3 separate regions of the Zea mays genome follow, and regions 1 and 2 are each linked to region 3. Evidence: chromatin contacts called from public Hi-C data. All regions are on one chromosome and are shown on one strand. Each heading gives the region's core, a stretch centred on a gene start, on an enhancer-like site or on the middle of the called end of the contact. The rest is flanking DNA. Distances are from core to core; before and after follow the strand shown.

Evidence for each region. A called contact is a pair of places that touch in the nucleus more often than the background predicts.
Region 1: a Hi-C map of leaf shows a contact between it and region 3, with 5 times the contacts expected there. The contact joins the promoter of LOC100193503 here to the promoter of LOC100193940 in region 3. A contact is called at or near these places in 2 of 25 Hi-C or Micro-C datasets (leaf and tassel).
Region 2: a Hi-C map of leaf shows a contact between it and region 3, with 5 times the contacts expected there. The contact joins the promoter of LOC100384536 here to the promoter of LOC100193940 in region 3. A contact is called at or near these places in 3 of 25 Hi-C or Micro-C datasets (ear, leaf and tassel).

The regions. Positions count from the first base shown.
Region 1 is chr1:12,228,301-12,232,648 of Zm-B73-REFERENCE-NAM-5.0, forward strand. It overlaps LOC100193503 (DEAD-box ATP-dependent RNA helicase 38), which reads left to right and starts at 3,074. Exons shown (of 8, transcript NM_001138616.1): 1 at 3,074-3,447; 2 at 3,582-3,875; 3 at 3,966-4,193. The coding sequence starts at 3,184.
Region 2 is chr1:12,182,878-12,187,365 of Zm-B73-REFERENCE-NAM-5.0, forward strand. LOC100384536 (Protein RRP6-like 2) reads left to right here and starts at 1,518. Exons shown (of 14, transcript NM_001177054.1): 1 at 1,518-2,055; 2 at 2,685-2,840; 3 at 3,378-3,536; 4 at 3,609-3,692; 5 at 3,829-3,908; 6 at 4,014-4,064. The coding sequence starts at 1,690.
Region 3 is chr1:12,039,669-12,043,720 of Zm-B73-REFERENCE-NAM-5.0, forward strand. It overlaps LOC100193940 (high-affinity nickel-transport family protein), which reads right to left and starts at 2,561. Exons shown (of 2, transcript NM_001399097.1): 1 at 2,165-2,561. The coding sequence starts at 2,416.

The sequences.
Region 1 (4,348 bases), core at 1,824-4,323, 190 kb after region 3:
TGTATGTAATGTCACGTTCTAAAAAAATAGCTTACTCTATTAGTTAGATTACAATTTCACAAAATAATGGAATAAACAGAACTTTAGGAAAATATAAATCTTTGGGATAATGGAGCTTCCAAACTACCCCTCAAGGTTAGTTCTGGTGAGCACTCCTGGGTTTGGTGAGGTATTTTTGCTGGTTATTGTGTCATTGTCTTGACTGACTCATCACTAAAGCTGATACCAAAACAGATGTGCATTGTGACGTGTTTCAAATTGCACCTTGGGTAAATATTGTGTGGCATAGGGCAAAGCAAGAGGCCAACTGTTGGTATTTCCAAATGGTTGATAAGATATTTTCTCTTGATCAGTCTAAATTCGCAAAGCAGCAAACGTTCTTTTCCCAAATACTGCAAAATCTCTTTTTTGTTTCCTTTCTAATTCGAGTTACTACAATCAAGTTGAGCTGTTAGTTTGTATATTATTCTCTTTTAACTAGCCATCAGGATTTGAAGGTCAGCCATAGTACACTTCAGTTTCTTTCTGATTCTATGGGTGGACCATCACTAAACGTGAAGATTATGTATTACTATATCATGGTTCATGGAGACAGCCACTAGGATGCCGTTATTATGTCATCCGTGACCACCCCTGGTAACGGATTGTGATCTAAATAGTTCTTCACAAAATGTCAAGGCGCTAAATAAATTATAGTTCAAAAATGACTAGAAATAAAGCTCGATCCTAACCCGCTTCGATCCTTAAATCTTATAGTGCAAAAATTATAGCCCATTGTCAGCCCTAGACCGTGACTCGTCGTCGGAATGGAGTCTTCGTCTGGAATTGCTAATCTATTCTGCCGAGTGGGAGACAGCTCTCTGGTCTTCAGAAGATGAAGTGTGTTTGCACTTTGCAGCTGCAACTCAGAAGCTGAAGTGTGTTTGCACTTTACACCGCGAATTGCTGAGACTGCCGATATTCTCCTTGGCATTATAATGCATTCTGCCTCTGCAGTTCGACTTTCATGTTTGTAGCATTTTGGATTCCTGATTAAAAATGAGGAAACCCACACAACACTGTATGTTAGTCTGTCCCGAAATATAATTTGTTTTAAATTATATATACGTTATCATTTATTTGAACGTGGACAGGAAAAAAGATCTTGGAAGAACTATATTTTAGGACAAAGTAAGTAATTTTAAAAGATTTATTTATAGTGTGTTTGGTTTGTGGAGTCGTCCAATACTTCATGAGATGATGTATCATAAGTTTATTTTATCAATTTTGGTGGAATCAACCAACTCCTCATATATATACTAAAGGAATGGGGTGGTGATGGATCAAATCATTCTATTCTTCAAACCAAATAAAAACGTGAAGAGTGAGAAGAAGATGAGTCACTTCATTCCTTAAACCAAACACACTCTTAGAGTCCCAACAGGTTCTCTAAGCCGATACCAAAAACACACGAACATATATGCAGTGTGATCAAGTTTCAAATTGCACGCTTGGTGGACATTACATTTACATGTCACAACCACATAGGGCAAAGCAAAAGCGTAACAGCTGGTAATGCAAAAAATGACAGGATTATGCTTGACTTAATAATTAGGACAAATCAGGATAGCAGCATGTTCTTGTCTGTTGGTACCCTATATGGTCATTCGAGAAAGCGTTGCCCTTTTGGTACTGTCGTACAGCTAGTTGTAAAGTAGGACGACAGCAGCACAGTAAACCTAGACAAAATACGACATTGAAACATTAAACTAGACTTCCTGTTATACTTTCTATCTTACTTTCTATTTTAAAGTTTATTTTGTAAATAATGCAATTTACAGTGTAAAATAGTATTTTGCACGGTCTTTTACACGGCCTGCTGAAGATGTTTTTAATCTACTAATTGTCATAATTAACAAAATCACACATAGATCTTTCACCATGACATCATGGTTGGTGGAGGAGAGCAGCGCACGGTTAAGGTCGAAGCAGAGGATATGTGGCATCGAGGTTGATGCTACGATCTATTGTACCGAGATTAGTACCACAAATCTTTGATACCAACCTTAGTGTTGTAGATCTTGGCATAAGGTCCCGCCATGTCACAACCACCGTCTCCATGCTAACAGTGGCATTGCCCTGAAGGCTGAATGTGTAATCTCCATGTTATAGATCATAGGCTGATTCAAAAAAGTGTTTAAATCTCTGGTTCTTTATGGTATAGAAATAGGTGAGATTAGGTGACCTTTTCTTCATTTTGCATTTCTTATTAATTTTATATACCGCTATTCTGAAGAATATTTTTTTATTCTTGCTTATCCTACTTTCCCCGTTGTTCTAAGTAATATGCGTGGTACAAAGTTTGTGATAGAAACTTCTTTAAGTCATTGTATTTTTCTGTTCATACAAAGGAAACAAATATGTGATTTTCCAAATTGGAAAATAGAAATGAAGCCCTTTTTGTTCAGTCTATCTGGACCTTTTCTTGTATAATAGGAATTAATTAGAATATTATATTCTAAGTATTTCGTTTCATCTAGGAACAGAACGTCAAAATATTCCTTGACTTGAATAAAATCTGGAATTGTGTTGATAAATTAGTTTTTCAGAGTTTAGAGATAGATTAGTTTTTCATAAGTCCAAACATAATTTTTTTATTGAAAAGGAGCTAAAATAAAAAAACGCGATGGACAGGATAGGATCGAAACGTGTAATCTCGATGCTATAATTCTTAGGCTGATTTACAGGATTTAAAGATAGATTAGTTTTTCAGAAGTCCAAACATAATTATTTTATGAAAAGAGCTAAACGCGAAGGATAGGATGCAATTGTTCTACTAGTTCTCATCATGCTCCTACGGCCCGACCCACGTCACCGGCCGCTAACTCTCTTCCCATTCTGAGGCCCGGTCCACACTCCATCCTCAAACGGCCGCCGCCAAAGTGGGCGTGGCCCAACGAGAGCGCGGATTAACCGCTGCCCGCTGCGTAAATCGCAAGCAGAGAACACACGGTGACACGGAGGCAGTCCGCTTGAAAGCTAAGCTAAACTGCTCTAGCACGCATATAAACCCTTGACAAATCAAGAGTGGAGAAAAAAAAACACGAACCCACTAGCCCTCTCTGCTTCCTCTCCGTTTCTCCTCCACTCACCAGTCACCACTCCTGATTGCTGTCGAGTCTCGATCTGCCAGCGCGCGGCGCGATGGCCGACAAGGCGGCGTCCCCGGAGAAGAAGTCATGGGCCGACGTCGAAGAGGAGGAGGAGGCCAAGGCTAAGGCGACCGCGGCAGCCGAAGCGGCGGCGGCGGCCGCCGCGGCGTCCTCTTCCTCCTCCATCACCGAGCCGGCGGTGGAGGAGCAGGCCAAGCAGATCGAGGCGCTCTCCCTCGCCCCGTCGGTGGACGACGCCGCAGGCGAAGAGGGCCCGCCCCTCCTCGATGACTCCGACGACTCGCAAATCCAAGCCGTACGATCCCGTTCCCCTCCCCCCCACTTCCGCCGGCGGTGGCACCAGCGCCGACGCTGACACTAGCCCTAGCCAGTCTCGCTGGCCTCGGGCTGCTGATTGACTGATGTAATTTCGATTTGGCTGCGCTCCAGGTGATTTCGGGTGGCACGGTGTACGAGTCGGCCACCACGTTCGAGGATCTGAAGCTGTCGCCCGAGCTGCTTAAGGGGCTGCACGACGAGATGGGGTTCAGCCGCCCGAGCAAGATCCAGGCGATCACCCTGCCCATGATCCTCACGCCGCCCTACAAGGACCTCGTCGCGCAGGCGCACAACGGCTCTGGCAAGACCACCTGTTTCGTCCTCGGCATGCTCAGCCGCGTCGACCCGCAACGCAAGATACCCCAGGCTATCTGCATTTGCCCCACCAGGGAGCTTGCGCAGCAGGTCGAATCACCGTTCTTATACTATGCTCTCGCATCATATGGGTAACCTCTGTTGTTAATAGTGCTGAGTTTGCTTCATCCAACTCTGCAGAATAAGGCAGTTCTCATGAGGATGGGCAAGTTTACTGGCATTACATGCGCCTGTGCAATCCCGCCAGCTCAAAAAGACTACATGCCGATCTCGAAAATGGCTCCGATCACTGACCAGATCGTTATCGGCACATCTGGTACGCTCATCAAATGGATTACCCATAAGAAGCTGGCCACAAGGGACATCAAGATACTTGTGTTTGATGAGGCAGATCATATGCTTGCTGAGGTATGTTTGAGTTTCATTCTTGTTTTGTTATCATAATAATTCCTAGGGTATTTGAGTTACTATAATGCTGCAAGGAGCAATGTATCAAGAAGCATACTAAGTTGCTCTGACTGTGCTTGGCTATCACATCACAACCGACTGATTAAGTGATTATT
Region 2 (4,488 bases), core at 268-2,767, 140 kb after region 3:
CTGTCAATACCACTTTCTAAGAATTAGAGATTGATCTACTTATAACACATTTCCCCCTTATTCATCATCGTCCCTTTTCTATTTCAATGATTACCTATAATCCTTTTCTATCTCTACTCTTTATTATCCTTTCTTATCTATTGATATTATGAATACTCAGTTACTGTATAACATCTTCTTTGTTGATAAAACATATGTGCAGTCAGTTCTTTATGTAGAACATGTCTTAACTAATTGCTTTCCTGCAGATTTTTCATCACCAGCTCAATAGGATGAGGAACATTTTGCTTTAATTGGTTTGATCTGTCGTGGTTGCTTGTAATTTGATATGAGCAGGAGGCAACTAATCAACAATGTTCAGTGTGCAGGGCCACACCACACATATGGACTGCTTCAGTTTGTATGTCAAATCTGTTTTCCAAAAAGAAATTGTTTAAACAAAATGATCGCATCACAGAGAGGATGGGACAGTGATGAGGCTTTCAGGTGGTGGGCATAGCTGCTTTCGGGATAGTGATGAGGCAAGATAAAGATTCAAACAGAAGTTCTAGGAGAAGGCTGTGGAGATAGATGATCTATGTTGAAAGGATGGTGCATGGTGGGGTATTAAAGGCTGCATGCAAGACAATTTCAACCATAGCAATAAGGTCACCTCGCACAAAGAGCATTTTCAGAACAGTAGGCTCGTGAAATATATGTTGGATATGTATTGGGAGCTTCGTCCTGTTACCAGTTCATCCTTAACACACCTAACAAGGTATGACCCAGCACGTGCAGTTGACCCAATCATTGAAGATGGTCACTACACCTTGTTTCGAAGCCTAGCGAGATTTGACGCCTCAGTGTTCAATTGTTACACGCAGATGGTATTTGTGCAGATACCAGGTTTAATGTTGAGCACAGACAATGTTTAAAGATTTTCCGTGTTGAGGTTGTTTTACTTTTGGCCAACTGTTGATAGTCTTTTTTGTACAAAAGTGATGCATTGTACTATCATATATAGAAGTTTGCATGGTATTGATGGTTCCAATATAGTGATGAAATAGGTAGATTAAAATATAAAAAATTATGTATGGCTAGAATCACAAATGGATTACGAAACTTTTTCTTATAACATTATAATACACATTTGTATATAGGGTATTGTTGTATTACATATTCCCGTTGCAACGCACAGGCACTCACCTAGTTAAAATTGAGAAAGCTTAACGAGTACGGATCAACTTTGAGACCGAGGACAATTTCTTTAGGTTGACGCGCCACCCAGGCGCCGATCTAGAGGCTTTGGCCCGCCGACGCACGAGCAGCTGATGAACACGGCCACTCAACTTTCATCACGAGTACCGCCTGAGCAGCGGAGCCGCGGACAGCCGGACACCATCACATCAAACCTCCACCGCCGTCAATATAAGCGACAGCTGCAGGAGGGCCCGGGCCGGGCCCGCAGTTGAAACCGCCAGCCGTTCCTTCCCACGCTCCTCCCCGCCCCCGGTCCGCCCCCCACCTCAATTCCACACCCCGCGGCGAGGCCGCGGGGCGCCCGCGCCCAAACGCCAAAACCCTAGCTCCCCACCCACCCACCCCAAGCACCGCGGGGCCGCCGCGCGCTCGCCCACGGTCGCCACGGATGCGCGCGGCCCGCTCGCGGACCTCGACGACACCCCGCTCGCTTGCCGCGGCTGTTCCGCCATGGACGAGCCCGAGAAAGTGAGGGGCAGGGAGGATGCGGCGTCGGGCCGCGAGGCTGGCGGCGCCGAGGAGGCCGGGGATGGGTTCCAGCTCGTGATCCATGGCAAGAAGAAGAAGAGGGCGGCCAGCGGCCAGGACTGCGGGACTGCTGGCTCTGGCTCTGGCGCTGGCGCCGGGCCAGTGCGGGCGTTGACCAGGGAGAAGGGAGCCGCGCCGGCGCCGGGGGCCAAGGCCAAGGTGCCTTTCCACGATCCAAGCATTCCCCGGCCGCAGGACGTATACAAAATCAGAGTGGATAACTACAAGCCATTCGAGCATGTCTGGCTGGAGCGCAGCGAAGACGGCACCCGACGTGTTCACCCGCTGGTCAGTGATACACTATCCTGTTGCCACTTCTCTATGTTTTGGCGAGTTCTAACGGAATGGAGGAGCTATAAACTCATTGATCGATGTGTAAGACATGGAAATGGCTTGGGTAAAATAGTAACACTTGTTGAATCAAATACTACTGTTGCCGTTCCCCATCGTTTGGTGTGTTTAAACTGGATGTGTTGGGCAGATGGTGCCCAAAGTTTATGAGACACGGAATGAGTACAAATAATCTGATTGCTGTATTTACGGGGGGTAAAATTTCAACAGAACATCGGAAGATGGTTTTAGGATAGCATGTGATCGAGTGTATAAATGGAAGAGGAAATGTGTAACACATTTTTGCAAGGATATTACCTGCTTTTGACAAACAACAGTGAATCATAGGCATGTTGATATGGGAGAATTAGTATGCATGTTGGTATTTTCAAAGATGAAGGTAGTCTTTTCATGCACAACGATATGTACCATACTAACAGGTGAAAATAAAATCAGTGTGGTGTTTTTCTTTTAAAAAACATAGGCCTGCTCTAAGTCTAGTGTTTATCTTCTGTATATTTTTGTCAGTGTCATGATTTCCTTGCATCCGTATCCATTTATGAGTTTTCACTTGTTTTTTGTTGCAGGAAAACCTGCCTGTTGAACAGTTCGTTGACAGAAATGTTCCTGACAGAGAACCAGTGAAGCCAGCTGATTTAGAGGATACACCATTTACGCTGGTTCAAGATCACAAAGGCTTAACAGAATTAGCTAAGAAGTTGAAGAGCGTAACTGAATTTGCTGTAAGCATTTGTAACTAATGTTTTTGTTTTATCAAATGAATCTATGATACTTAGATGCCTCTTATGTTGATACTGAATACTGAAGTTCATCTGTCAAGTATTTTTTCCCTGTGCTGCATACATTTTTTATCTGAAAGAACTGTCAGCATGCCTTCCCTGCAGGTTTTTGCCCTTGCGAGGCATATTTCATGCACACATATCACCACAGTTCTCGAAAAATGTTTTAGTTACATGTGTAATACTGCTATATGTTAGTGGTTGTGGAATGTGCATTGGACCTGACAGTATTTATACTAGCACTATCGAAAAGTTCTTAAGCTAGATTACTTTTGTGACTGTTTGACATGAACAATATAGTGCAACTTTGGTTGTTATATAAACAAGATACCTCCTATGTTTTGTTTCTTCATCTTATAGAATGAGTTTTACGCCCTTTTATGTTCTAGGCTATCTGACATGCAATAGAATAAATTCCATGGACTTCATGATACTAGCAATTTAATGATTGCCTCTATAATTTTTTTGCTCCATTTTCAGGTAGATCTGGAGCATAATCAATATAGGTCATTTCAGGGCTTGACCTGCTTGATGCAGATTTCAACAAGAACAGAAGACTTTATTGTGGACACTCTTAAGCTACGCATATACATTGGTCTCTATTTGCAAGAGCCTTTCAAAGATCCAACAAAGAGAAAGGTTTTTAAAAACTACAAAATAATGCCTCTATGTACTCGAATTTCTGGTTTTCATTCGTCCTTGGTCAAATAGGTAATGCATGGTGCGGATCGTGATATAATGTGGCTCCAGCGGGACTTCCACATCTATGTGTGCAATCTTTTTGACACAGGACAGGTATGTGTAAATTAGGGTCAATAATACCATGATTCTGATTCTGCCACCCAATTTTCTTATTTCTTTATTCTTCCTGGAAACCCTCCTATTTATGTTTAATAGACTGAAGATTGCTTTTCTTTCTAACGATAATCAGGCTTCAAGGGTCTTACAGATGGAGAGAAACAGCCTTGAGCACCTATTGCTTCATTTTTGTGGAGTAACAGCAAAGAAGGAGTAAGGCTCTATCCAATAAATAATTTACAAAGATCCACTCTGACCTCCCTTGTATCTACAATGGGACTTTCTTTTCTCTGATTAAGGCATGCCTTTTTCTTGTAGGTATCAAAATGCAGACTGGAGGTCGAGACCACTTCCTGATGAAATGATCAAGTATTGTGCATATACCCTATTCTGAATTTCTTTTCTGTTGACTGTTGAGTTTGGTGTTGGATATTTTTGTGTTTGCTGCTTTTATTTTTTGCTGGCTTGCCATCAGTTATATATAAGTGGATTTACTTCTGCCTAGGTATGCTAGAGAAGATACACATTATCTGCTGTACATATATGACTTAATGAGACAGGCCATATTCTGAATTTCTTTTTTGTTGTGTTTGGTGTTGGATATTTTTTTGTTTGCTGCTTTTCTTTATTTCTGACTTGCCATCAGTTATATATAAGTGGCTTTACTTCTGCCCAGGTATGCTAGAGAAGATACAAACTATCTGCTGTACATATATGACTTATTTCTTTTTTATTGTGTTTGGTGTTGGATATTTTTTGTTTGCTTCTTTTCTTTATTTCTGACTTGCCATCA
Region 3 (4,052 bases), core at 1,311-3,810:
AAAGCCTTTCCTCCTGCTCTTATGCACCTCCTTAAGCACCTTTCTCCACCATTCAGCAAAAGATATTTCATCAGCAGCTGGGGTGAGATCCCCTAGACTCAAGGGAAATAGGATATCATGCCAAAATTGTCTGGCAAAACTGCAAGTGCACAGGAGATGCTGAACTATTTCTTGCTCTTGGTCACATAGAACACAAACAATAGGGTACTGCAGTCCTTTCCTTCTAAGTCTATCAGCAGCCCAACACTTATTTCTTATTGCCAACCGGAGGAAAAACTTGCATTTTTGGGGAGCCCAAGTTTTCCACAAACGTTTCTATGGCTCAAATGAAATGGAACTCATGAAAAAAGCCTTGTAGCAAGACTTCGAGGAGAACTGCCAAGAAGAGTGCATCCATACATGCTTGTCAACATCTTGAGAAAGCAGAACCCCTCCCAAAGTATCCCATAACAACAAGTATTGCTGTAACCCTCTCAAACAATGTCTCTGGTCAGTTATCTTCTCGGGCTATTATGTTGATTGCGCTCGTTCAGGGTAATACAGTGAAGATTCTGATTGATTCAGGGAGCTCTCACTCATTCCTCAGTAAGGATTTGACTGCTAAGCTACCGGGTGGCACAACTTTCAGTCCACCAATTCTGGTGAAGGTCACCAACGGCAGTTCAGTGGCTTGTTCTGTTGAATTTCTTCAGTTACCTTGGGAAGTTCAGGATTATTGCTTTGTCTTTGATTTCAAGGTGCTGCCATTGCCTTTGAACGGCATTATTGTGGGCATGGATTGGCTATCTTTGCATAGTCCTATGCAAGTGGATTGGAACCACAAGTGGCTGCGGATTGCTTATGGGCAAACACATCTCTGTTGCAGCGCGAGTTACCTGAATTGCCAGTTGGTTCAGTTGTTCAGGTGGCTGTGGTACTGTCAGAACGTACTGTTGGTGAACCGGCGCCACTGCATCAGGCCGTTTCAGCTGTTTTGGCCGAGTTTCAGACTGTGTTTGAGCCGCCTTCAGGGTACCCTCCTGCTCCCCATTGCGACCATGCCATTCTGCTCCTTCCAGGGCCTATCTGGTGAACATCAAGCCTTACCAGTACCCACCAGCTGTCAAGGATGAGATTGAGCATCAAGTTACTGAGATGCTTCTCTCGGGGATCATTCAGCCAAGTTACAACCTGTTTTCTTCCTCGGTGCTTAGCGCGAAGGAGGATGGTTCATTTCAGTTCTGTGTGGACTTCCACCACCTCAATGCTATGACAACCAAGGCTAAATATCCATTGAAGAGCTGCTCGATGAGTTAACCCATGCTTCCTATTTTTTCTGTTTGGAATTAATAACTGGTTACCATCAGATTCAGCTGTTGCTAGGTGGGGAGTTTAAGACCACGTTTCAGACCCACTATGAATTTTGGGCCATGGCTTTTGGTTTGACGGTTGCCTGACTACGTTTCAAAAGGCGATGAACACTACGTTGGCGCCGCTGCTGCGGACATGTGTCTTAGTTTACTTTAATGATGTCCTTATCTACAGCCGCTCCTTGGAGGAACATCTGGTCCATCTCCATCAAGTGTTGGATTTGTTGCGCCGTGATCGTTGGCAAGTAAAAACCCTCTTCTTGTGGAAGGGGTATTCAGAAACTTGTATTCAGTCCACTTGTTTGCAACAGAATCGTCTAGAATCCAGCCTTGTCCTTGCTACCTATCCCCAATTCTGATTCCAACTGCTACCGAGTTCTAACAGTATGGCATGCTATTCCCTAGTCTCGTCTAATAACATTCAGTTGTCCCTTTATATCAGGGGTTACAGTTACAGCAGCCGAATTACATCATTTTCACTTTAGAAATGGTGAAGTTCAGTCTTGTGCCAAGCAAACTACTTGAACACTTCCGTATAGCCTATTCAGACGCTAGCAAGCTAATGCTGGCAGCCAGGCATGCGCGGCACTCGGCATGCTCCTTGTCCCTGATCCCGAAAAGTAGCATGGCAGACATGAATTGCCTACACAACACAGTCAACTGAACTACGCCAACATCCAGCCATGCGCCAGCACTTACGTATCTCGGAACATGGCAGTACCCTATCTTATTAGATAAGAACCTAAATATTTGCACTCGTAGACGTGGAGACAAAAAAAAGGGGGGGTGGGGGGGAAGTAAAAAAATCCTATCACCTTTGGGAGCAGACTCCCGAGAAGCTCCCACGGGCTGCCGACGGCAGCCGGTGGCGGCGGCTGGCTCCGCGCCTCCTCCGGTGCGGCGGAGAGAGCCTCGTGGCGCAGCGGCGACGCCAGCGCGATCGCGCCGGGCCGGCAGCGCAGCCGCGGCCATGCCGCGGCCGCGGGGAGCCGAGAGGGGAGGGAAAGGGGTCCCCGGATCCGGGTTTGGGTCGGGGAGGCGGCGGGCGTGGAGATGAGCCGTTCCATGGGAGACGACGGACGAGAAGATTAGGGAGGGAGGGAGAGTCCGGGAGACTAGGGAGAATGGTATGGAATGGATTGCGAGCGCAGCCGCTCCTCCTCCCCCTCCCTGTTGGACTCGGCGACCGAGGGCGAGGAGCGGAAACTCAACAACGGACTACGGAGCCCCGACGCGGTTGGTTGGATAGATGGGCTTTGGCTTCACGCGGCACGGCGACTGCGCCTGCGCCCGCTTTGAGTGCGGTGGTTGGTTGGGGGTGGGGGCTGGCTCTGGCTGCTGCAGCCTGCACTGGTGGTGGTGGCGGTGCGGCGCGCACGTTGCTGTTTCACCGACCTTATTTATCGTGGCGAACTGTTCTACCACGAGCACGAGGGGCGGACGTCGATGTGATTCCGTTCCGCCGGAACGACTTCTGGCGGTCTGGCGGTCTGGCGGCCTGCCTTTCGTACGGATGCGCTGTGTATTGGGTTCCGGAAGTGTAACGCAACAACTTAAAGGCCTCGGTCGGTTGTGTCCTTGATTTCTAACCGAATTGTTTCTCCTTAAAAAAACTCATCTTCAGTGATCGATAGATATAGATTGTCCTCCTTAAAAAAACTCATCTTCAGTCAAGTGGAGGTTTATATTAAGTATTTATACATATATGAGCAAAAACCCAAGGGGTCTATCTCTAATATATAAAGCATGTTTCTGCAATCATTGTGCTTTCAAACATTTAAACGGTAAAAAGGTAAAATTATGTATAAATAGGAATTTGAACGTCGTTGATTTCAAAATCATATTAACACCAATCTAGCAGGTGTATATCCATCTACGTGTTTTATACTCTATACTTATAAATAGAAATCTTAAGCAAATTTCAACCGCTTTGGCGACGCATGTCCACCGCTTTGGCGCATGCAAGCGCGCTGGTGGCTCAGATGCGCTGTGTATTGGGTTCCGGAAGTGTAACGCAACAACTTAAGTTTGCTTCTGCTATTAAAGTTTGTCATGCCAAAAATTAGCAAGCATTTTAAGATGAATACAGATACTTGCAAAAAAAATAAACGTGGCAAGCTAAACATAAGAGGTAAAGCCACAAGAAAAATTTAGTAGCAAACCGAACGGTAGCTGAAACCATAGCTTGCTCACTTTTCAGCCACCAACCAAATCAGGACCAATAAAGTTTTGTGCACAAAGAAATTAGCTGCACAAAACTGGTTACGTATCCCAATATTTAGTTTTAAAAAATAGAGATAGATAGAGAGAGAGAATTTTTTTCTCTCGTATGTGTAGCTTAGAGAGAGATGGGGACGAAACACACGTGAATATGTAATTTTGCCACTGAGTGAGAGCTCAATCAGCACAGGATAAGGATCGTGCTAGAAGAGCTGGGCTAGGTATTTAATTAAGATGACGAATACTATAGCTGAGATGATACGGAAGATCGTCTGGGACGCCTAGCTAGTCAAAGCCAAGTCATTGAACCTATATAAACCGACGCAAGCGACTTGACTTATTTGTTAGACTAAATTTAGCCCTCTTTCTATAGGTTAACGATGTGGGAACTAATAAGTTATAAGTTATATTGTATGTGTGCCTTCTTTCTCATAGATTTTAAGAAGAGAAAGAGAAAGAAAAAATCAATGGTCGAATACTTCT